2 separate regions of the Mus musculus genome follow, and region 1 is linked to region 2. The links are chromatin contacts, called in public HiChIP or PLAC-seq maps. All regions are on one chromosome and are shown on one strand. The core of a region is the stretch at or near the end of the contact, and the rest is flanking DNA. Distances in the headings are between cores, read along the strand shown.

The links. HiChIP or PLAC-seq counts read pairs in DNA pulled down with a chosen protein or histone mark.
Region 1: a contact with region 2 is called in a CTCF HiChIP or PLAC-seq map of the NIH/3T3 cell line, with 21 read pairs. The contact joins the enhancer-like site here to the promoter of 1700007F19Rik in region 2. A contact is called at or near these places in 2 of 15 datasets of contacts at CTCF or cohesin (both in the NIH/3T3 cell line), 18 of 484 Hi-C or Micro-C datasets (the 3T3-L1 cell line, the C2C12 cell line, the HL-1 cell line and 5 more) and 4 of 115 datasets of contacts at active chromatin or transcription factors (astrocytes, embryonic fibroblasts, embryonic stem cells and 1 more).

The regions. Positions count from the first base shown.
Region 1 is chr3:58,201,591-58,204,828 of GRCm38.p6, reverse strand. No RefSeq gene overlaps it. Among named protein-coding and RNA genes, the nearest start is that of Gm40057, 8.7 kb to the left of the region's middle. Within about 2 kb of position 1,503, at least 43 of the 459 cell types and tissues checked have an H3K27ac peak or open chromatin away from gene starts, as enhancers often do. A contact at or near this core is called in the C2C12 cell line, the HL-1 cell line, the NIH/3T3 cell line and 2 more, where this site is marked.
Region 2 is chr3:58,162,274-58,165,835 of GRCm38.p6, reverse strand. It overlaps 1700007F19Rik (RIKEN cDNA 1700007F19 gene), which reads left to right and starts at 2,029. Exons shown (of 6, transcript NR_040538.1): 1 at 2,029-2,074; 2 at 2,283-2,329; 3 at 3,370-3,490. It overlaps Gm40056 (a long non-coding RNA gene), which reads right to left. Exons shown (of 6, transcript XR_003954487.1): 5 at 1,580-3,562.

The DNA.
Region 1 (3,238 bases), core at 254-2,753, 40 kb before region 2:
GCAGTAGACTAGAAACATGAATGGCCAAACAGCAGCTGCTTTCTCATAGCCCAATAACCTGTGTGGCTAAGAGCTTGTAGGCCAAAAGTCTGATGACCAAGAGTGAGGCTGCAGCAGGCAGACAGAAACCGGAGAGCACTTGTAGGGCGGAGTGGGGATGGCAAGGTAGGAACCTAAGCCTAGGACAATGGAAAGCTCCACTAACTAAGCCTGAGCAAGTCTCAGCAAGGCTGTTGGCCCCAGTGAGACAGTCAACCTCAGTCTATTCCATGGTCAGGGTGAAAGCATCTTTAAGAATACCTAGCTGTTGATCAGACCTTCCTGCTGCTTTCTTCCCCTAAGCCAACAGCTCCTGAGCTTTCTGGCATTTCTGTTAAAGCATTCAGATCCCAGAATCCTTTACCACCAACTTAATGCCTGCTCACATCATTCCTAGGACACATGGCTGAGCAACTGGGAGGGGGCGGGTTGTCCAGGAGTGCTGGCAAATGGCACAGGCTTTCCTTATACTACATGTGTCACAGTAAATCCGGTTATAAATGTTCCCTCCCCCCTTCTTTGCATAGAGAAACATAAAGGGAGACAATTACTCAAGGCACCGTGACACTGTTTGAGTATGCCAAAGCTTGGGCTGGAGGCACTCACTGCATCTCCTTAAATATCTTTTTAATATCTTGGCCCGATCAGACATACCAAGGCCATTACAAAGTTTGCAAATCAATGCCCCAGCTGTTTTGGTTTTTAATAAAACTGAATATGATCTATTTAAAATGATTGTTTTCTATAGGGCTTTCCCAGAACAGGGCTGTGGGCAGCCCTGAAGGCAGGTCTTGGCTCTGATAGAGGTTCTCTCTTTGGATTCCACAGGGTGGGGTGGAAGTGAGGCCTCTGCAGGATTGAGGCTGTCAGCCTCACCTCAGTCCCCCAGCCTCACAAATGTGCGCTTCCTGATGAGTTTACCAAAACATTACTGAAGAATCTTAAAGTTTCAGTTCTTTAAAAATCACAGCTTCTCCATCTGGGATCAGTTCAAATGATTCCTTCGTAATTTTATTAGAGGTCCTGGCCCAGGCAAAGTCTTTTTAGTTGATTACTGCCATGTTGGAAACCGAAAGAGATTCTATTAAAAAAAATTAACCCTCTTGTCCCAAGGAAAAATAAAAGGAGATACACAAAACTGTCTCCTCAGCGACTATGATGTCCACAGTTCCCAAAGCTCTCAGTTTCAAAGTTCCCAAGCAAAAGGGATGTAGTATTATTAAGTTTGGGGCCTGAATAGAAAAACCACAATCTAAGTGCCCGTATATCAATTTTATAATGTTGATAGTTGAATGCAATTCATCTGGGCCATAAATGTGACATCCTGATAAACAAGTCCTTTTGAGGCTGTATTTGAAGATGATTTTACTAGTTTTGAGACATTGCAGTATGATCAGAAATGCGTCACCCACTCATGCAGTTTGCTTTTCTTTGCTTCAGTTTATATAAAATGACTAAGGCTGTGTTGCCTGGGCTACTTGACTGCAGATCTGTGTTCCCCTGGCTCAGCCAAAGGAGAAGATGGAGCCTCTTAGGAACCTTCTGGGCCTTGACTTCTCACCAGCTCATCCCAAGCAACGGAAACTCACTCTTCTTTCTCCTTCTCTTTTCTTTGTCTTCTTTCTTCCCTCCTTCTCCCCTTTCTCTTCATTTCCTCATTTTTTTCCTAACCACAGGCAAAGCACTGTCTCCCTAATTCTCTAAAGTTATCTATTCCTGAATTTTTCCCTTAACCACAGCCGAGAAGATTGAATAGCTGAGGTCGGGAAGCACGGAAAGAATGTCAACAATTTACCACTAAAATATACATTAAGAATATTTCCAGCAGTTTAATCTCCAGGTTGAATTTCTAAATCTAGATTTCTCTTGTCACATGACTGTCTGTTTTCACGTTTATTTGTGCCACTTTCAGCCATAATTTATCCTGTCCTAAATGAACTCTCTGTGGAAGGTAGAGCTGAACAAAAATAAACAAGTCATATAAACCTCAAAAGCAGGAGGCTAAAATAGTTGTCTTTTCCACAAGCCAATATATAAATACCATTAAACATTTTAAAATTATATTTGTTTATCTATTCACTCACTCACTCATTCATTCATTCATTCACACATTTAGTGGGCATATCTGTGTTCTAATTGTCTGCTCATCATATATACCAGTTTGGCAAATAAGTGACAGCACGTGTTGTATTAAATCTAAGGCAGACATTCTGTGGGTTTAGTCTTCCAAGTCTGATTGTTAAGGGATTAACGCTATCCTCAGAGTAAGGGCCTGATGGGCTTTATTATGTCCCCTTTAGCTATAAGAACATCATATATTATTCTTAGTTTGTGAACTTTCTTTAGAGATATTATTCCCACCTCTGTCCCTCTTCCTTATTGGACTTAGTAATTGAAAAATATTTTTGTTCTACATTTCTCTACATATTCCCTAATTGGGGGCATTAACATTTGAAATCCAATGAATGATTATCAAATGTAAGCATAGTTTGACAGAGGCAGGAGAGATGGCTCAGCAATTAAGAGCACTGGTTGCTTCTCTCCCAGAGGTCCTGAGTTCAAATCCCAGCAACTGCATGGAGGCTCACAATTATCTGTGATGGGATCCGATGCCGTCTTCAGATGTGTCTGAAGACAGCATACTCATATACATAATATAAATAAAAAAGAAAATTAGAAAATTGTTATCTTAATCACCTAAAAAATAGCTTGATCGGTTGGCACATGCTTCTTTTTTCTTATCTGGCCTGTGCAGTGTTTATTTGTTATTTCTTGTCTATCACAACCCATCCTGAATCCCAACATTCAGTTTTCCATTAAAGAGTTGTATTCTCCTCATTGTGTGAGATCTTGGTAGTTTAATCTGAACATCCATTTCCCAGTCTGAGAACTGGAAGGAAAAGTACTTTTTGTATAAATAATGTATGTTTTATTTCATGTGCAGAACCTAGATTCTTTCTGGTTTTTGTTTCTTGTTTTTTGTTTTTACGGAAACATGCAGTTAGGAGCATAACTAGTTGGTGGGGTTGGGGAATAAGGGCAGAGAGGGAAGAGGACAAGAAAGGGTGATGGGGTGAAATATTATTAACGTATATTGTAGACACATATGAAAGTCATGATACCCATTATCTTGTATAATTAATATACAGTAATAGAAATGTCCAGTTTCTCATTATATGTGTGTGTGTGTGTGTGTTTG
Region 2 (3,562 bases), core at 780-3,279:
TACTTTCATGAAAAGATCAACACACAGATTAAATGCGACACCCTGCTCTGTGAGCGGTAGTCTGGATCTCTGCCACAGTGGCCCACGTAATCTCCCCTTTTAACTCTTTCTGAGGACCCAGTGTGGGCTCCCCAGGTCTTGTTCGGCCCTTCTCCACTGGCTATGTTTGCTTTGCTTCCAGGGTTTGGTTACTCTACAAATTGCTGGAATAAACACGTGTTTTAGCTGACGTATGTGACAATTTCTCCATGGTAGATAACTGGAACGAGAACAATTGGATTTACAGAGATTTTGAAAATGTATACCGCTGGATTGTCCGGTGTGGTAGCACCAGTGGTAACAACCATGCTCCCACGGATATTCTGCTGTTGAATGGGTGATTTTACGCGTGTTGGGGCATGTAGACTTTTCTCGTTGCTTCTCTTTACCCTATGTTCATGTTTCAGTTATGTTGCCTTTTCTCTAACAGTTTGCAGACTTTTTTTAAAAAATGACGCTAAAAATGGTGGTACCTATAAAATTCTAGTGCTCAGAAGACTGACGTAGATTGGGCCACACAGGGAGCCAGCTTGGATTATACAGTAAGACTCTACCTCAAGTGGAAAAAAAAATGGTCTTAATAACACATGTATTCATCACTTAGCTTCAGTATTATTGAGTCCTGGACAGTACAGACTCCCATCCACTTGTATCTCATACAACTATTATTTTGAAGAAAATTCCCATGTACCATTCACACATAAACATAAAAAGAATTTTTATAATATCAACAAATATTTCCTTCATTAACTCTTATTTTTTTTAAAAAAGATAATTAATATTATCAAATATCCAGACAGTTAAATTCATTTGCCTCCATTTTTTTTTTACCAGAATCAGTGTGCAATGGAGTCTTTAATTCTAATTGGATAAAAAGCCATAGACAGACGAATGATGGGTAGATAGATGAATAGATGGATGGACAGACAGACAGATGGCAGGCAGATTCTCTCCTCTGTCACACTGGAGAATTCTGATTGTTCTTCTCATGAGGTTTTCTTGAGCCTTGATCTGGTGGCTGTATCTGATGGTGTCATTTAACGCGTTCCTTTCCTCTCAAACGTTTGGTCAGATCCAAGGCTGGACAAGAATCAGGCTTGATATTTTGTCCAGAACACTTGAACTGCTATGTTTTAGACCTCCAGCAAGGCCACATGATTTTCCTGTCTCTCCATGACGTTACCACGCACCCCCCACCCATGTCATTGGGCCTACTTTGGGAAACAGAAAATTATATAGTAATTTAAAATAACGGAAGTTTAATATACAGAATTATTAAAATAATAGCTGTGGAGGTGTAAAGTTGCTTCTGAAGGGCACCCTATATCTGAGGGAGAATAGCAAAGAAAAACAACCCTGAAATAGGGGCTCTCCCTAAGGCCGGACTTTTGACATTGTTGAAGGCAAAAGCTTGAGTGAGGCACAATAGCCAGTAGCTGGGGACACTAGGCTATCTGGTAGGTGCATGTTCATACTTGCCATGCAAGAAGGGAAGGATGCAAAAGGTACAGGCGAGCTGAGGCTATGGCTGTTTACCTACCATACACAAATAGGAAGTGTAAGGACTCGTGTGAAGCATTCACACTTGGAGGGCTTTAAGAAACAAAGTCCTGCTGCCTTGTCAGCCAGCTGTAGATGGAAAGTGGTCAGGAGGTCTGTGTAAAACTGGTACGTTACAAGGGTGAAGGCAAGGGGTCTCTGAGTCCAGGCAGAGGATCCGGGAGAAGGACTGTACACTGTAGCGATCTTGATGGCACATGGCCTGGCTGATGAGCCTACATGTGCACTGCTGGAGGTCAGACACCAGGAGTAAAACCAAGTGAAAAGCCCCTTGTTCCTGTAGTGTCTCTTTAGCGCCCTCTACTGATGAAGCGTCAAATCATGCGCGTTGGGAAGGAGAAGTGTTTCGAATTCCTTCAATGAATGACCCCAGAGCACTGAAACGGTGGACTTAGGGTTTAAAGGCAGTAAATTAGTAACTGATATAACGGTCACTGTTAACTTTCATTGTTTCTTTGGAGGCTGCAAAACGGTGGTAATTTGGTTTTATTGATCTCCCTGTATTTGCTGGATGCTTGTACGGGGAGAACTTTCCCACGTCCTCTTGAGTACCCCAGGCACCGTGTATACAAGCACCAGGCTCCTTCCCTGTTGCCAGTTGTTTTTGTTTGTTTGGGTTTTTTGTTTTGTTTTTTTGTTTGTCTGTTTGTTTGTTTTTTAACATGTCTTCTTTCTCCATCCAGGCCTAGATTCGTGTAAAAGCTATTTTCTACCGACCACATCTTTCTGGGTGAGTCTTGGTTCTGCCCACAAAGCCCCTTAACGGGGTGTATGGAGATAGAGCTGTTTGCTCCCACCTCATGTCACCCTCACCTAATGAACCTAATGAAATGGGTATCCGCTCAGGGAAAGGAAAGACGACTTCCAAGTCTCCCAGCTGGTGATGGGAGGAAATGGGGTTAGAAGACAGGCTGTTTGACTCTGAGCTGAGTCTGGGAAGACCTTATATTCAGCTTGTTTCTCCTGGGATAACTTCAAGCTCGGGTCTCCTGGGTCTTCATCTCTTCTCTATTTGCTTTTGAATTTCAAGGTCATGGCTCTTAGCATCATTGTTGAGAACTCCCAGTTTCTCTCCCAGGTTGGTCACACACTCCAGTGGGGTGGGATCTTTATGGAGGGGCCGGTGCACGCTGATTAACTTCTGCTTTTTGTCTTGTCTCACATGGGTGGGCAGGTGCTTCTGCCCTCTCCAGGTTTTTGTCCCTTCCTCTGTCTCCTCCTCCACACAGAAGAGAATGGGAACTTCTCAGGGGATGGTGAGAGAGAAACAGTAACTGCTGACCCTGGTAGTGACTTGAAGACGGACTGATTCTCCTCCCTGCTCCATTTCCAGAAGCCATGATCCAGCTGTGAAGGCCCAGTCACTCCAACTACGTGGGCCGCTGAAAATCCAGTTTCAACCTGCTTCTCTTTCCCTCTCTTCTCCAGTTCAACCCCATCCTTCAAAAACTCACCTAATTCCTCTGGGAATTAGTCTCTTCCCCCAGGGTCACCAATTCTGCTTGCTAATCTCCTGCACCCCTCTGATCCCCTTCTTGCTTTCCTTCCTCCTACCCAGGCTTTCCTGGCAAAGGCCAACAAAATAACAAAGACTAGGGAATAAGTAAACAGCAGCCTCCCCTCGCTTGGGAGTCCCTGGAAGCGCTTCCTTCATTCACACCGATGAGCCTCGGGATTTCAAAGTGCCTGGCACTGCTTCAAGGCCAGTTACAGCGGCCACGGAGTCATTGTATTGAGATGAAGGTGGATCCAGGCGGTTTCTATTTTTAGGTTCGATTGTTTCTGGAAAAGGTTGCACATCACATAATAGGAAATCCCAAGAGTGTGAAGACTGTTTCCTGCCAGTGGAAGCCTTGTTGTGGTTGGCTGTTCTGACCATAGAGACACTGAGGTAAGCGGACAAGGGTGGAGGGTAAGGTCCGGCTGTGCTGGGGACAGACAGGAAGGTGAAGTATGGAGTCAG